Linked DNA regions of Danio rerio: region 1 is linked to region 2. A link is a contact called in public Micro-C data. All regions are on one chromosome and are shown on one strand. The core of a region is the stretch at or near the end of the contact, and the rest is flanking DNA. Distances in the headings are between cores, read along the strand shown.

Region 1 (4,085 bases), core at 59-2,558, 90 kb after region 2:
AATTAAAATAAAGAAATTCTCTAGCAAAATGTCTAAAGTGATGGCAAAACAGGTGATTTTGCTCACATTTTAAGATTATAAGGCTGAACGGCATAAAATGCCAACAATCTACAGAGATCTCTCAGTATTTCTCTTATGAAATCTGGAGATCACGAAAATTAACCCGGAAAAGCCAGAGCAAAGCAAACACTAACAGATTACTATGGTATAAATGCAGCATTACAACAGACAAAAGAGAGAGAATGAACACTAAAATAAAACTTACTTACTTACTTAGAGAGTAAATAAATATAATTATAGTTACAACTGTATAAACACAACTTGGTTACTAACATCAATTATAATAAATACAGAAAATGTAAAATGAAAATCTAAATAAGTACCATAATACTAGCAATGATTCTATAATATTTTAAATAATAACTTTAGCTTAAACATTATTGTATTACTAAATCTTACAATCTAAATACATTATATTGTCTTTAGAAGATTGGAGAAGTAGTTTTTTTTTATTACTGCAGAGTAAGAAAATACTCATATATGATTGGTCTTTGCAACAAAGTAACTTCTGTTGTCTCTCTGTGTCTGTCAGGTGGAGTATCAATGTGATGGTTTTCTGGAGAAGAATAAAGACACGGTGAATGAGGAGCAGATAAATGTTTTGAAGGCCAGTAAGGTGAGTGAAAATCAGTATGTCATTCTGACTTCTGCCCATTTTTTACCAAAGAAACGTTCTGATATTTTGGCCTAGAACCAGGATAATTCCATCAAAACCTTAAATAAGTCTGACAGGGTTGAACCAAAACAAAAATAGCCATTACACTAGGTCATATGCAGCAGTTTATAAACCTGAAACTAATACACTTTAATGAAGTAAGTTACTATTAGAGAAAACCAGCCATAAAATCATAAAATCAGCCCTAAACAGGGTGCTTTCATTCAATATTTTTGACCTTAAATTAGGCTTAAAATCTGAGAAGGTCAATGGAACGCTGCCATCTGCTGCTCAAGAAGTATTAGTTCAGCCTGGTGTCACAGTTTCAGCATTAAATATATACAGCTCAGGGTGTATACTTTCATATTTCTAGTTGTTTTAGTCATTAAGTATCCTTTTTCTTTCTTAGTTCACACAGTTAGCATCTGGAGTATTGACAGAACAGAGCTGTTTATTAGCTTTAGCATGACTCAGCAGTTCTACATCTGACTGCTCTTTAAAGAGACGCGTTCGGACAGAAAAAAAACACTGCATACCAGCTTGTATTAGGATGTCAAACTCATGCCTTCAACTGTGCCTTCAGGGCCAGGGGTGTGTTATGTGGATTTTTCAGGAAGGTATTCAAAAATATTTCACAATTACACAAGGCAGGCAAAGGTAGAGTGCTATGGCAAGCCACTTAAGCATTTCATCTGTAAGACTCAGTAGTAGTATTTGTGTTTATCTATTTCGATAATTTCTATACTTATTCATTGACTACAAGTGTTTATAGTTTAGGCATTTTTAAAAGAAACATGTTCTTGTATATTAAATACTCATTTATGAAATACTAGTAATATATATGCTAGGATTTATTATTTGGTACTAGTACCTTATAGAGGTGTAACGGATCACTGTTCATCCGCAATTCATATGGATCACAACTCGCAGTTTGGAACACAGGTGTCCTGCGGCTTATTACTTTTTTCCCCTTGTAGTTTAATACTAAATTTGTAAGGATGATGTATAAAAGCATTTAGGCTATTCTGTAAAGTATAATTATGACGGAAGAAGTTGTGGTAGGTTATTCTGGATGTGGTGGGTTCCTAAGTTATTAAAGGTGTTTTCTGATGCTACTTGTTTAGCCTGCATTAATGCATTCACTGTAAGCTGCACGATTAATCATTAAATGATCAGGATCTCAACACCTATGCATAATAAATTATAAAGGATGGGGATTTGCATATGTTTATTAATCCTTCGAATCGCTGCATTCAAATCTGAAAACGCAAAAATTAAGAAAAAGATTCAGGGCTCTATTTTGACGGTCCATGCGCAAGACGGAGGGCGCAGGGCGCAGACGCATTCAGGGAGTGTCAGAATCCATATGTGCTAATATGAGGACGGGAAAATCTGCCCTAAAAGGGTTGAGTTTATTTTCTTAATGAGTTATAGGTGTGTTTTGAGAATAAACCAATCAGAGTCTCATCTCCCATTCCCTTTAAGAGCCTTGTGTCGCGCCATAAGCGCATTTGCTATATTTACAGGACGTAAAGTAAGTTCACTTTCACTTTTGCTCTCGTGGATAGGGAAACCTTTACGCAATTAGCCTATAATTAATTAATTTCATTTGTTAAGCGCAAAGATTTGTTTCAAAACTATTTTTAAAGTCAGTTCTAATTTCCAGCAAACGAATAAATGAACAATAATAACGAAGGGTGGTCAAAATACTAGTTAAAGGCTTAACTAGGTTAATTAGGGTAACTATGCAGGTTAGGATAATTAAGCAAGTTATTGTATAACATTGGTTTGTTCTGTAGGCTGTCGGGGGTGGGGGGGTGGGGCTGAGATATAGCTTAAAGGGCCTTTTGTCCTTAAAATTGCTATAGTTATTTCCAAATACACCTGCTGTGCCCCATATGGTCTAAAACCTGACTGGTGGGCAAGTCTAAGTTTGTTTTTAATAAAACAAATATAAATATGGATATAATAAATAATACTGCTAATAATAATAACATTATACAAAAGCAAATTTAAAAATATCTTTAATATTTTAATTCTTTTTCATAAGTAAAGATATTTGCGTATTGCTCTACATCTTGTGTGTATTAAGCATTGTGCAAGCGAGGCGCACAACTAACGTGCTCTGCGCCGGACTTTAGACCAGGTTTGTTCTAGTCTAAAGAACAGACTATTACAGTTTCTCAAAATAGCAACGCGCCAGCAATGTACCAAAACACGCCTGCTTTTTTAGACCAGACCTATGGGCGCACATATGAGCACAAATGCATTTGCTATTCAAAAAGCGTGGAGCAACACCTCAAAATGACCCTTGCGCCGAGCTAAAAGTAGCAAGTAACAATTGCGTCACGCCTTGCGCCACATTGCGCCGGGTGTATGATAGGGCCCTCAGTCTTTAGCTTACAAACAGTCAAATAACACGGAAGTGCTGGGATAACAGTTAATAGTTTAAATAAAAGCACTGATGTTTATGGTAAAGATTAAAATCACCATCATATGCATTTAACAACGCCCAAAAATGAAAGTTGTAGGCAGCAATTACATTATTTAACCAATAGGTGGCCGTCAAAAATAAACCTCTGAATCATTCTTCAAAAATCATCCAAATAACAATGAAAAATTAAGTTTTATGAGTGAATAACTGAATCATTTATTGATTATGAGACTAAAATTAAATATGTACAAATTATGATGTTAGATTTATACATTATCAGCAACAGTAGTAGTTTTTTAACAATTTATTTTTATTCAGCTGATTATGTCTTCATTGTGTTTTTAATAAAACGACAGGTTCTAAGTTCTGTTTGTTCAAACCAAAAGTGTCTTGTAGTACTGTTTTTGTAATAAATGGAAAACAAATTACATTTTTCTCCTGTCCTTTTTGGCTGATCCGAAAAATAATCTGATCCATTAATAAAAAAACATAATGTGATCCGCACCTTGAGATTTGTGATCCGTTACACCACTAGAATTGAATACAAAAGTTGAACTTTTAAATGTATACATTAAAATGTTGATTACGAAAATGTAAGTAAACCTGGAAGTTTGATTCTTTGTAAATAATAATAATAATAATTTTCTTCTGGGGGTTCTTGAATGCTTTCTAATGCTTTCTCTCCTCAGCGTGAGACAGTAAATGTGTGCGGTAAGAGCAAACACATGGCATACTAATCCAGACTGAAAAATAATAATAATAATAATGCCTTAAACTTAATTTGATTGGCAGAATTAGTCTTTAAGTCTAATGTTGTTTCAAATGTTATTAACAATCCATATCAGTAATAGGCTCGGCTCTCTGGTGCTTATCCACATCAGTTTGTTAGTGGTTAATCCAAATCCTTCACTCATTTACCCTATTCATTTTTGCTTC
Region 2 (3,751 bases), core at 176-2,675:
TAAGCAATATATAAATATAAAAGCACTACTACTAAAAGTGAAATAAAGTAAATTTACGAATAAATTACAATTTATGTGATAAAAAAACTGAATGTTCTAATTATTATCAATGTGGGAACCAGATTTTTTGGTATTTAAAATTAAACATTAATTATTAGTAACTAATAATTTTTTTAAGTCTTATAAAGAAGAAGAATTAAAAAAAAAAAAAAAAAACATTAAATTGATATATTGAAAATTTTCCTAAGCACAAAATCAGCATATTACAATATACTGTGTGTGTGTGTATGTGTGTGTGTGTGTATATATATATATATATATATATATATATATATATATATATATATATATATATATATATATATTTTTTTTTAATTATTATTATTATTACCATTCATTCTTTCATTTTCTTTTTATTGATCCATTTATTGATCAGGGGTCGCCACAGCGGAATCAACCGCCAACTTTTCCAGCACGTTTATACACAGCGGATGCCCTTCCAGCCGCAACCAATCTCTGGGAAAATATTTATTACCAAATTAATTTTAAAAAAAAAAGGTTTATTTAATAATTTTATAGTAGGCATATTTAATAATGTTACAGTTGAAGTCAGAATTATTAGCCCCCCGTTGATTTTTTTCTTCTTTTTTAAATATTTCCCAAATGATGATTAACAGGGCAAGGAAATTTTCACGGTATGTCTGGTATTATTATTATTTTTCTGGAGAAAGTCTTATTTCGGCTAGAATAAAAGCAGTTATTAATTTTTTAAACATCATTTTGAGGACAAAATTATTTGCCCCTTCAAGCATTTGTTTTTCGACTGTACAGAAAAAAAACCATCGTTATACAATAACTTGCCTAATTAACCTAGTTAAGCCTTTAAATGTCAGTTTAAGCTGTATAGAAGTGTCTTGTAAAAATATTTAGTCAAATATTATTTACTTTCATCATGGCAAAGATAAAATAAATCAGTTATTAGAGATGAGTTATTAAAACTATTATGATTAGAAATGTGTTGAAAAAAATCTTTTTTAAACAGAAATTGGGGAAAACAATAAACAGGGGGGCTAATAATTCTGTCTAACTGTATATAATAATAATGTTTATTTAATAATAATAAATATAATAATAATAATAATAATTATTATTATTATTATTATTATTATTATTACTGTTATTTTTATAGGTTTTATTAACATATAAATTATAATCAAATTACAAAAATATTTTCTGTCATTGTTTTTCTTTTTTATACTTTGAATTTCTCTAAAATTAAAAACAATCTAATTTGATATTAAAATAGCAAAAATTCAAACAAAATTTTAGAAAACTGCTGGGATGCCAGCGTGTGATGATCCACTCTTGTCCACCAGAGCGCACTCTTGCCTCATTGTTTCTCTTGGTCATGGCAACCGCGTTTTCATTGACTCATTCTCTGCATAGATCGCACCCAGAACGAACAGAGACACACCAAAAAAAAAAAAAAAAAAAAAGAACTCACACGCGAGCAGCAGCTCCATGAGGAATGAGCAGAAGCCTTTGGATTCATGACGTCCTCCCAAAGACCTTTCGCTGAGTGAAATCCACCGGAGAGACTTGAATGTTCGCGACCGTTCGGATGTTCAGCTGACTGTGATTTGCAGGAACACCGAGCGACCATCATCATCATGGCTGCGTCTGAATTATATACAAAGGTAAACTCACACACTCAGCATCTGGCCGTCTGGACGTCAAATATAAATGCCAAGGCTGTAAATTAAACGCCAGCGTGTTGACAAAAAGCGCGGTTATTGGTGATTGCACGTTGGTCGTGTTGTCATTGTAGTGCATATGTTGACATTATTGCCCTCTGATCATATGAATTATGTATTTCCCCACACATGCTTTATTCCTCATGAATAGCTCATTGTTTATGCTCTAAAACGACAGTGTTATGCTTATTATTCTTTTGTTATATGAGATTAACACGCTATTTACCTTTTAAAACGTCAACATTGTTAAGAAATGCTGCGTTAACTGTAGCATTTATAGTGAATGTTTATGAAACACTGCATTGCTTGTCATTTTACTGAAAATTAATGCATGCATAAGCTTTGAACTGTATTAAATGCACTATTGATAGTCAGATGCAAAAAAAAAATCTTGAGTGTTAGGCAAGCAAGAGGTTTTCAAAGGATGTATTGATATGGGTCACAGTTGTGGTTGATGGCTGAGAGCCAGTGGGATGCGGGCGGTGCTGATGTGAGCATCGTTGCCTGCATGGGATGATGGGAGCATCTCTGGTGCTGATGCGAGCATGCTCTAACACAGTCTGCATCTTGCAGTGAGTAGTTGTTTTGGGTCTCTTGCTGCGCGGCCTGTTCATATTTAAGGCGTGTCTCTTTGAAGACAAAAATAAGTGTGATATTGTTGCGTAGCAGCCTGAATGTGACGTCATCACATATGGTCATAATGATGTCTCAGATGACGAATGACTGGTTGTTTTACTCAAGAGTGAGAGAGAGAGAGAGAGAGAGAGAGAGAATGGGGGAGGCTCACCCATCCCCCATGATGCAGCTGTCTTATTGTAAATGCACTGATGGATTCTTTTGAAATCTCCTAGAGCACAGAATGTTTATTTGGATTCAGGCCTTAGACAAGTAGCAACGATCTAGCTCTACAAAGGTTTTTTGTAATAGACTAAAGCATTTTTATATGGGTAACATGGTTGGGTTTGTGGTCAAATGATATACTTTCTTGGCAAATTGTGGGTCATTTAATGATTGAAATATATGTGTTTTATTTTAGTATTAGGCATGGGCCGGTGTATGATTCTGACGATATGATAACCTTGGATAAAATATCATGGTTTCACGTTATTGTGATCTCTGCTCTAAAATATATTCTTTTTAAATGTCTGGGTAAAAAACAAAACAAAACAAAAAAAAATCCCCCTTTGAAAATGATATATTTTATTTTAAGAAACATTTGTAGTATTTTGGAACAATACACATGTTAGGCTAAATAATTCAAATGAATCATTGACTTCTGCTGTCTTCATTAGTTTTAAAAAATACATATTTCTTTAAATTTTAGAACTGCATCTTTGAATATCTTTTTAGCTGGAGATACTGTTGTCCTTAAAACAAACAAAAAAAAATCTTATATATAACTTAGAAATGGTATAGAAGAAAATTTTGGCCGTTTTTAAACCTTTACTTTTTTTGAAAACAGTTATCGTCTCATGCTTAATTAGTATTAGGCATTGGCCAGTAAAAGGTTCTGACCTAGGAAAAAAAATCGCAGTATTGCAGTATTAAAATAAGTTATTTTTAAATGTCTGGGTTAAAAAAACTGCAGCTTTTGTCCTATTGAACATAATATATTGTATTTTAAGAAAGAATAAGGGGGTCTTTGGATATCTTTTTTAACAGAAAATTTTAGGTTTTCAAAGCAGGACTTTTCTTAACTGTGGTAAACCTTGAAACCAGTTTTGTGACTAATTGGTATATATTGGAATTATATTAGATATAAAAAACTGTATAAAACCCAATAAAAATATATATTGTATAAAACAATAACCCACACAACACTGCAATCGGTTGACAAAGTTCTCTGTATAAATTACAAATGTATACTTTAGCATTAGTTACAGTTTTGGAAAAATAGACATTTTGATTTTGTAATGGAATAAAATGCAAGCTTGTGAAAAATAAAATTTTCAATGTCTAATTGGCAGCTCTATTATACATTACAACCTATTGAAGAT

The links. A called contact is a pair of places that touch in the nucleus more often than the background predicts.
Region 1: a contact with region 2 is called in a Micro-C map of caudal fin, with 9 times the contacts expected there. The contact joins the enhancer-like site here to the promoter of myo5aa in region 2. A contact is called at or near these places in 3 of 18 Hi-C or Micro-C datasets (caudal fin, hematopoietic stem cells and an unstated tissue).

What each region holds. Positions count from the first base shown.
Region 1 is chr18:41,910,438-41,914,522 of GRCz12tu, forward strand. It overlaps myo5aa (myosin VAa), which reads left to right. Exons shown (of 39, transcript XM_073930027.1): 14 at 593-676. Among named protein-coding and RNA genes, the nearest start is that of zgc:171509, 84 kb to the right of the region's middle. Within about 2 kb of position 1,309, at least 5 of the 62 cell types and tissues checked have an H3K27ac peak or open chromatin away from gene starts, as enhancers often do. A contact at or near this core is called in caudal fin, where this site is marked.
Region 2 is chr18:41,820,578-41,824,328 of GRCz12tu, forward strand. It overlaps myo5aa (myosin VAa), which reads left to right and starts at 1,426. Exons shown (of 39, transcript XM_073930027.1): 1 at 1,426-1,697. The coding sequence starts at 1,671.